Linked DNA regions of Hordeum vulgare: region 2 is linked to region 1. The links are chromatin contacts, called in public Hi-C maps. All regions are on one chromosome and are shown on one strand. The core of a region is the stretch at or near the end of the contact, and the rest is flanking DNA. Distances in the headings are between cores, read along the strand shown. Region 1 has its middle 110 kb from the start of LOC123407021. Region 2 holds the start of LOC123407021 (EIN3-binding F-box protein 1-like).

Region 1 (5,076 bases), core at 1,408-3,907:
GACGACGCTCCAGCTACGGGGCTCGCCAGCCATGCGGTGCTGGGCGTGGAGGACCCAGACCCCCTCTTGTTCGCTGCCGCCATGATCTTGCTCGCCATCGACCTCCCCGGGTGCTTTTCTCCCTAAATGGTGCCTACATGGACATATCGATTCAAGCGCCAGGTGAAGACACCCCTCACTGTCCAAATGTGCTTCTCTACATGGGTGTTGTCACCGCGACTAGTTTGACTGTTCAAGCCAAGGTGAAAATATTGTCCTCCCTTTATTTCTCAATTGTGTGAGATATGATTTTATTCATAATTTATGTGGATCTTGAAGCACATGAACAAGAAATTGGAGATGATTCTTTATCCATGGGATCTTCCAAAAACAGAAAACAACACAACAAAGTATTTACTATAAATTGTACCATATTCAGATATTTTGTTTGCTTGCTTGGAAATCCCAATCAGACTTTTGCTTTCATTCTATTACATGTAAATGAATTACTTAAGTAATGTTAGACCTCTTATCAGATTATATCCTTTGTAGCTAACTGATGTTGCTCTATTTTACTTGCAGGGTTGCAATAAATCTTCACAGACCATATTTATTATCTTGAGGATCACTGAAACAATTGCACTGCAAAATACTATGCCTTTCTTTCATGGTATGGCATCTTAGTTCTTTTCATTTGTCACATTCAGTACTAATAAGATGCTTCTACTACTCTACAATTTTATAAACCATGTGATTTTGTTTAGGATTTGAGTGGAGCTTGAATCAATCAAATCAGCCTAGAAGGTGCTTCTTTTCTCGATGGAGGCTTAAAGATATTTATGGCAGCCTGCTCCATGTAGGTTTTGCAGCGAAAAACCGAAGAAGTTGTGATGGACACAAAAAGACTGAAAGATTTGCACGAAGCGAAGATGTCCACCCGGTATACATATGGTTAGAAGTTTAGGGTGACTTCTTTTCAGTTGCTGTTGAGATATTTATGTGATCATAGATAAACAACCCATGAAGTTACTACCTTTTGGTTTTGATTTATAAATTTTAAATTGGACAATCTTTTGGTCAATACAATAGCATTCTGGTTCACTCGCATGTTTGATTGGGAAGGCCTTGAACCGCTATGATTTAATTTTTAGAGCATGTTTTTTGTATTGATATGAAATATTCCAATTATAAGAATTGAATTGTTTTATCTAATGATTATCTTATATGCTCATCTATTCCAGTGCGGAAACTGGATCTAATTATGAACCTATACTCATTAACGGATTTTCTAAGTTATGTTTGCGCATTTAGCAATATGAAAAAGTGTGGCCACAATGATGGCACATAGTGTGAGAGAGGAAGAGAAGCTTGTATCTTCCCCTTTATTATTTTTATGTAATCATCAGCAAGGTTGTCACCCACACCCATCCAAAGAAGATTAATATGTAGCAGGGTTCATCCGGCTTGCATGTCATGCGCAGGTTAGTTGCATGGTCCGCAAAACTGCGCTGAAAGGCTGAGACGACCATGACCTACTCGCCGATAGCACCGAAGCAAGCCATAGGATCGTTTGCCACGACAGCAGGGTGGCCAAACCCGCCGCATTTGGAAGCATCCAACAACCATGCTTATTAATATTGACGCTCTTGTGGCTCAACGAACCAGCCTAAAAGAGTCGGGTGATGATGATTCTTCAAGAGGAAAATGGAGAAACATAACAGAGTGATGTTTATTACAAAACATTCACTATTGTCGTGCCTGTCATGTGTGTTTACTATATTTAAATACACTTTGATCTAATTTATTTATTTTAATATATTTTGTCTTCTATGAACGCATCGGCAACTTCTATATTTAGTGGGAGCCTCACCGGAAAAATCATCGGGTCCGGAGTGCCATGTGGAGCTATGTTTGATCAATGCGTGTGTCTAATTTTAGTGTTTCGTGGCAACGCACGGGCATTAAGCTAGTTTCAACCAAAATTACATATAGGTATATATGAACATATTTTAAAATATAGATATATTTATTCTATTCTGTATGTAGTTTATATTAATATATCTTTAATAAAATTATATTTAGGAACATGGAAAGTACTCCCTCCGTTTCTAAATATAAGTCTTTTAAGAGATTTCATTAGATGACTACATACGCAATAAAATGAATGAATCTATACTCTAAAGTATGTCTATATACATCCGTATTTAGTTTTCTAGTAGAATGTCTAGAAAGACTTATAATTAGGAACGGAGGGAGTAAGTTGCATGAATGTAGCGCCATATGGGATTATGAACTACCGTGGTATTTGAATTTTTTTTCCCAATGCCAAGGCCCTCTGTCTCGAAAATATATTCCCGCCGTATATGGTAAGAAGCTTTTCATGGCAAAAACAATATCTATAGTCCAGTTTTGAACAGTACCAACCAGCATGATGAGATCAATCATATATACATTAATACATACCATATTCTACTATATCAGTGTTTTATCTTTGAGGGAATGCAGAGATAGATTCTCTTCCATTATCTAAAAACAAAGAAATCACATGACTATATGCCACCATACAAAAGCATCGAGAGGGCACGCAACTTGCAGCTTCGCAATCATGGAGCATGCTTGCATGCAGCAGGCCCTTTGCGGTTCGTGGTTAGATTCCTGGTCCATGACCCACTTGATTCATCGATCGGTCGAGAGTCCCAACACAAGGAAATGTTAGCTGTATCTCGAGGTCGGCTCTGGCGTGCAAGCTGGCCAGCCAAAACACCTGCAGACAGTTGCAGTTAACAAAGGGAAAATCAGGTTGCTGCTACCCTGCGTGCACCAGGTGAGCATGTATGATGACGACGCCCTGGTGAGCTGAATCCATGGATTGATACATCTAGATGATGGAGGAAAGAAGTAGGGTGGGCTGTCATAGAGGCCTTGCAGTTCATGCGTGATTATGCATGCAACCTCTAAGAGCATCTCCACCAGGCATAAAAAAACTGGCTGTCATAGAGGCCTAGCAGTTAACGCATGCATCCATACATGCATGATTATGCATGCAACCTAGCATCTTTAACAGACATTCAAAAACTGTTCGGTCCTTTTTTTTTGTGTCGAGACGAAAAACAACCCTTTAGCAGAAGCTTTAAAATAGAGCATGCATAAAAATCAACGTCGACGGTGCATCCGGTATTGGGGCACCGGATTGCCTACGCTGAACGCTGCAAGTGGGACTTTAAGATTGGACGCCGTGTTTTTATGAATTTGTTGGATAAAAAAAACCTTATTTCAACGTTGTAAATAAAATTTAAAGCGCCGCACTGCCGCGCTATCTATTGGAGATGCTTTAATATGCCCTCAACTTAGAAAACAATTATCCATTCATGGTCGCACTGCACTCTGATGTACGTGCGTATGCGACCCGACGACGTCCCGCCTGCCCGCCGCCCGGCGCACGAACCTGCAGAGGCGAAATTTCATGTTTTGTTTTTTTAGAATAATTAATCAAAATTTAACCCTTGTTTATAAAAAAATTAAAATCTGACTCTTTTTCTATCGTTGGTGTTCATGACGGTAGAATATAACAACTTACTGCCAAGATATCTGATGATATGAAAAGGGATCACGTCATCGCAATTCATCCTTATCCTCACAGGTGCTGGCGGTAGCATACGCAACCCTATCGCCAAGGTACGTAGGATAGGATGCGTACACGCACTGCGTCTGGAACTTAGCAATGTTTACGGTAGGGCATGCAATCCTACCGCAAAGACCTTGACGGTAGGTTGTTATATGTTGAAATATATTGTCCGCTTCCCTCCACCAGTTCAGAATTTTAAATGAGTTGGCTGAAGCATGAATTCAATATGGTATCAAATCCAAAAGGTCTTCAGTTCAAGACCATGCCAACGTAGTTTTAAAAATAAATGATTCTACGGTCTACATCGATCCCACGTCTAAGGACTAAAATAACCTACGTAAGGGGGAGTGTTGAAATATATTCCCCGTCTCTCTTCATCAATTCGGACTTTTGAATAAGTTAACTGAAGCATGAATTCAATATCATATCCTACAGTCATCAGTAATAGGAAACGGAGCCGATCTCAATTTTTTTATAAACGAGGATCAAATATTGATCAACTTGTTTTAAAAGGTTAAAACATGAAATTTAGCCACTTGCAGAGCTTTTCGTCTGTTTCTGCCGTGTGCGTTCTCTTCTTTTGGCTCGGCAGAGTTCTAGAGCGTGTCCATTTCGCTAAACCTTTTCTTCGTCCAAGTACAAACAGGTCGCCATCGATCGATCGGTCGTTGCCGGCAACGTACGAGACAACTTGGTTTCCTCTTCTGCGTTGAGCTAGACTATATGTGGGCGGTTCAAAGACGAAACTGGCAATGCATGGAGTAATTTACGACTTCTGTAAAAATGGTTTGAAATGGCAACATTATTGGAGGTGCATATCCTTCGAGAAAGCTGCTGAGCACGGAGGAATGCAGGTCGCACGTCGCAACTCACATTGTCCACTTGGTCCTTCAATCTTTTTCCCATGATGCATCTTCCGGGGAGCTGAATCCAGTTCTAGATTAGCAGCACCTACTGTCGTACTGTGTCATGATGAATTCATGACCAATTAAGGAGCCAGTTGATGTACAAGACAAAATTTAATGCATCATCAATCCCATTCTGTCTGCAAATTGCTCAGAAAGACCACTTTTGAAGCGGCTTTCAGGCAAATTTCTAGACTCGAGACCATGACCACAGCGTGGCCGTGTCCTGGTGAACTGAACGTACGCACCATGGATATGTTTTCAAGGGACTACATGTATTTTTGGTAATACAAGTACAACAGCCGAGGGTGACTCTTTATCTCTTCTTTTGCTTTCTTTGCCTTCTTTTAGTTATAAGGAAACAGAACACTAGGCTTGTAGTATTCCGCACGAAATACTCTGGATTCTTGCTGCCTAGTGGTAAGAATACATCTCCATTCGAAGCAGACAGAACGACGAGCCCTAATGACTCGGACGTACCGTTGCGAACAAAAGCAAAATAGTTACAGTTGTACCAAAGCAATTGTAAGTCATATGGAATTATGGGTCGAAGGGTGTATAAGATTT
Region 2 (5,076 bases), core at 1,221-3,720, 110 kb before region 1:
CTGGAGATCCTCTTAAGCAAGGATGTCGCACCACCAGAGCTGCTTCTCCAGTGATGCAATGTTGTGGTTGCCGATGAAGTTGAACTGGAGATTGAGGCCCTCCAACGATGCAGGCATGCTTCCCAGGAATGGAACGCTCTTCGGTGTGACCTTGAGACAGCCGGACAGTGAGAGGACACGGAGCTTGAGCCGCTCCGCGGATGCCAACACCGCAACACCATAGTCGCTGACCATGCAGTTTGAAAGATCAAGCTCGGCGAGCTCGGAGCAACTCTCGGAAATGGCAAACAGACTTGCATCAGTTATCTTACTGCAGCCCTCAAGGCTCAGATGTGCAAGAGAAGTGCCGTGCGCCTTCACCAGGGCGGAAATAGCTGCATCTGTGAGATTCTCGCAACCATTCAAGTCGACATGAACCAGCCCACTTTCGGAACTCCTGATCAATGGAAGGAGGCCATCGTCGGTGACGGCACCAAGACCGCTCAGGTCAAGATTCTCCAGATGAGGGCAGATCATGCCAACCACGGCCAAGCTCGAGTCTGTGAATCCGGGGCACTGCTTGATGGTAAGGGACCGAAGTGATTTGCAAACGGGGAGCTGTGCAGGTGCAGAGCAAATGTCCTTGATACCAGTACACTTAACCAAAGAGAGAGCCTTGAACTTTGGGCTGCAGTTCAGGAGGAAAGAAAGGATGCCCGTGAGAGTAACCCTGTTGCATTCCTCAATCTGCAAATTCTCCAGAACCTTGGCTGCTTCTGCGAAATCCTTGAGAAGACCATCCGAGATTTGGCTGCACTTCCTGAGGTAAAGCTGCTTCAAGCTCGGACAGAACTTGGCAATGGAAACAAGTGCCAGCTCGGTGACTCCTGGGCAGGAGGTGATGCTCATACATCTGAGCTTCTGCAGGCCAAGGGCGTTTGCCATCACCCAAAAACCCCTCTCGCCGACCGATGACAGGCGAGTGAGGGTGAGGTTTGTGATCGCCTTTCCGTAGTACCCAATCACGGCAAGAGAAGCATCAGTGATGCTCAAACCCTGAAGGCAGACCTTGGCAAGCGAGGCTGTCGCGGAGCAGATGAGACCAGACACTCCCTGGTCACCAACATACGCACAGTTCTTGATGTTCACCGCCTGCAGCTTGGAGCAGCACCTGCCGACGGCCTTGAGTCCTTCATTGGCAACGCCAGAGCATGATTCAATGGTGAGCGTCTTCAAATCCGGGCAGCCCTGAGCGACGGCGACGAGGCCCTTGTCGGTGACCAGCGGGCAGCCGGTGATGTCGAGCTTCTCGAGCGAGGGGCAGCCGGCGGCGATCTCAGCGAGCCCGGCGTCCGTCACAAGCGGCACGTCCCACAAGGCGAGCGAGCGGAGCGAGGGGCACCCACGGGCGACCGCGGAGATGCCGCTGTCGGTGACGCCGCGCGTCGGGTGGCTCCCACGGACAAGGACGCTCTCCAGGCTGCCGCGGAGGCCGTCGGCGACGGCCGCCGCGGTTAGGGCGACGTCCGTGGCGGCCTCGCCCTCGAGGGTCCTCTCGGAGCGGCCCGGGCGAGCGGAGGCTGCCTCGGCCCCGTCCTGGTCCTCGTCCTCGCAGACGAAGACCTGGTTGAGGTCCGGCACGGCGGGGGCCTGGGCCCGCTTGATCTCGGAGGCGCGGATGCCGCCGAGCAGCGCGAGCCAGCGGCGGGAGACGCAGGAGGAGGCGCCCCGCGCGCGGGCGCCCTGCACGCGGCGCAGGACCTCGAAGAGGCACCCGTCCGGGAGCGCGTCGAGGGTCGGCGCCTCCCTCAGCCTCTGCCTCTTGGCCGCCGGCGCCGCCCGGAGCGCCTCCTCCGCAGCGGCGAAGACGCGGGGGTGCACGGCCGTGACGCGCGCGCGCTTCCGATGCCGCACGCCGCCGAACATAGCCGCCGCGGCCGCCGCCGGGTCCAGGACAAGCAGACCGCCATCTACACAAACAAACAAACGCACAGAAAATTCAGCACGCCGGACCAGAAAACTCCTCCAGATCTCCGGCGAACGAAACGCCGCACGAACAGGCGGTCGATCTAGAATTCAGTTCGGGGCCCTTGCTTACCGCGGCAATCGTGGAAGGGAGGCATGGCGAGGAAGAGATCGAAGAGCTGCTGCGAAGAAGGGATCGAAGAGCGAGCGAACGAGCGAACGAACCCTGTCGAAGGGAAAAAATAGGGGGAGGAGGAGGAGGAGCGGTGGGGTGGGGTGGAGGTGGGGTGGTGGTGGGTTGGGGGAAGGAAGGAGGGCAGCGGTTCTTATGTGGATGGTGCGGGCGGGGAATCCGGTCCAGTTGCTGGCGCAACTTGTGATGAAGATTTGCTGGGATTCAATGAATCTCGTCGCCGGGGAGGGTCAAGGGGGGTGTACACTGTACCGCCGCTGTGATGCGCGTGCATGCATGCACCTCCCTCCTCACTCCGCTGGCGCGTCCGCGCAGCCACAGCCACAGGGGTTGGTGCTGCTTTTTTCTCTCTCTCTCTCTCTCGGGCTGTGGAAGATGCTGGTTTGGAGTTTTGGGGGCCTTCTCGTTTCGAATTTCAAACGCTTTGGAAACATGAACCGGGTTTGTGGACTAGACTAGATGGAGTTGCGGTTTCAACGTTTTGAGGACATGTATGGTACGCATGCATGCATTCTACTCCCTTCGTTCTTAAATATAAGTTTTTTTAAACGATTTAGTTAGAATTTATATACAGAACAAAATGATTGAATGTACACTCTAAAGTATGTCTATATACATCCGTATTTAGTCTATTAGTGAAACCTTTAAAAAAAACTTGTATTTAGGAACGGAGAGAGTACTCCAAAGCTTTTGTCTTCGTCTTTAAAAAATAATCAAAAATTTATATTTTTTATGCATAATTATATACATTTCATCTTTATATTTAAAGGTGACTTGATAGCTTCATTTTCACGGAGTTTTTCCCGCCTCACCTCCCATAATCCTCTCATACTGGTTTATTTTTGCCTCAACTCCCACCATCCCCTTTCACTGGATTTTCTCCCTCTCATTTAAAACCAAATCTTGTTAAAGAGGGAGATCTTGTTTCGTACTTGATTTGGCAGATGTTGATTCAATTCAATATCTTAAATAATACTAGGTAACTAAGAATTGTGAAATCACATCATATATATAAGATCACCTTCCTAAAAGATAGATATATTTTTTTGTCAATAATCTTCAAAACAAAATCATATATTTCTCAATAACAAACCGCTAATCCCGCGCACTAATCTCTACTATTAATCAACAATCGTAACTTTTCTGATACAACAAAAATAACAAATCATTTTTTTGTATCTTATCAAGTCACATCTAGCGGTGTTTTTTTCACCTCACCTCCCACATCTCTACTATCTCTACTAAATATAAAAGAGTAAACATTTTCTTTCTTAGGTACATCCCACTAAACATACACAAAAGCACTAAACGCCTTACGATCAAATCCACTTAAAACATCTAACCATCTAGATTAATCTTACCCGAGGCTAAAAAGACCATTAGCAATTAAACCAGGCAGACCATCCGTCGAACGAATGAAACGAAGCAAATGGAAAGGAACTAAGGGCTTGTTTGGGACTGCTTCAATTCATCAAAATCAGCTTCACTTTATCAAATTCACTTTGAAGCAATTTCATACAAAAGCTATAGCACTATTAAGAGAATGTTTGGCTTCCATCTAGCTCCAGCTTCAAAAATAGAAAATCTGATGGAAAGAATCTATTTGATTGATTGAGGGGGGAGAAACGAAGGGGTATCCACTTACTGGTGGCAGTGGTGGGTAATTTCCCCCCAACTCTAGCTTCTAGAGTATTTTGGAGCACCCTCTCAGGAGCTTCATAAAAAATTTGAAGTTCTATCCCATATTCTAATTTTTTTGCGGAGCGGCATATCATGAAGCTACCCCGTTTGGCTTGTCTTTTCTGGAGCAGAGCTGAATGTTAAGGAGCAGAGCAATCCCAAACAGGCCCTAAGCGTGATCTATGTTAAGGGGAACTAAAAGCACATCTTCTCCCTTGGAGGTTTTGGTAATTCATGACAACATACATTATCTCTTGAACTAATGATTCTACCTAGTGTTTCAGATTTAGTCCTAAAAATTGCTCGCTGGAATGTGAGGAGAAACCCCAAGGAAGGAGAAGAATATGATTGACTAAGCTTCAAGCTTTAAGACTCTACATTTTGCATTCTGTGAGGAATCACATTTGAGTCCATAGGAAAGCCAATATTATTAAAAGGAGATGAGGTATCTATGATGATCTAGTTGCTCAAGTGCTTAGAGTTGGCCACCAAAAACCATCATGAATTCTCCCACAAATATATTATGTCCAAATCTCAAAGCCTAAATTGGGTGCCACCGAGTTTACACATTCAGCCCTACCGAGTTTTCCTTAGACAAAATCCAGAAGACAAAACCTAGCCTCTCGGTGAAACCAAGTTCCATTTCGATGCAACCGAAATCAGTGACCAACTTGCTGGTATCCATTTCTAAAAATCAGAATTTTCAAGTTTTGCAAATCGGTGCCACTGAGTTTGTGAAACTGCCTAGACTAGCCAAAATCGGACTCATTGATTTTTATATATCGATCTCACCGAAACGTCGAAAGTTGCCACATTTTGCACTAGTCGATGTAACCGAGTTTCTGCTTCGGTTCCACTGAGTTGGGCACTAATGTTGTAACGGTTGGGTTTTTGGAGATGCCTATATATACACATCCACCTTCCTCTCATTCGTATAGAGAGCACTCAAAACAAGCCAACACTTGCCCCATCCATTTTCTTAAAGAGAACCACCTACTCATGTGTTGAGATAAAGATATTCCACTCCAACCATATGAATCTTGATTTCTAGCCTCTTCAAGTTGCTTCCATCCAATGAATCCCTTCTACTAAGCCAAATATGTAAGAGAGTGATTGAGTGTTAAGGAGTGATATGTCTCCAACATATTTATAATTTTAAATTGTTCCATGCTATAATATTATAATTCTAGGATACTTTTTCGGCATTTATTTATCAATTCATTTTATTTTTGAGCACTAACCTATTAACCCAGTGCCAA

The links. Hi-C and Micro-C count contacts between places; a contact is called where the count stands out from the background.
Region 2: a Hi-C map of seedling shows a contact between it and region 1, with 3 times the contacts expected there. The contact joins the promoter of LOC123407021 here to the enhancer-like site in region 1. A contact is called at or near these places in 3 of 6 Hi-C or Micro-C datasets (leaf and seedling) and 1 of 1 datasets of contacts at active chromatin or transcription factors (embryo).

Annotation. Positions count from the first base shown.
Region 1 is chr7H:527,799,717-527,804,792 of MorexV3_pseudomolecules_assembly, reverse strand. No RefSeq gene overlaps it. Among protein-coding and RNA genes, the nearest start is that of LOC123407021, 110 kb to the left of the region's middle. Within about 2 kb of position 2,657, at least 3 of the 3 cell types and tissues checked have open chromatin away from gene starts, as enhancers often do. A contact at or near this core is called in leaf and seedling, where this site is marked.
Region 2 is chr7H:527,904,732-527,909,807 of MorexV3_pseudomolecules_assembly, reverse strand. It overlaps LOC123407021 (EIN3-binding F-box protein 1-like), which reads right to left and starts at 2,470. Exons shown (of 2, transcript XM_045100050.1): 1 at 2,078-2,470; 2 at 1-1,949. The coding sequence starts at 2,102. The coding sequence ends at 13.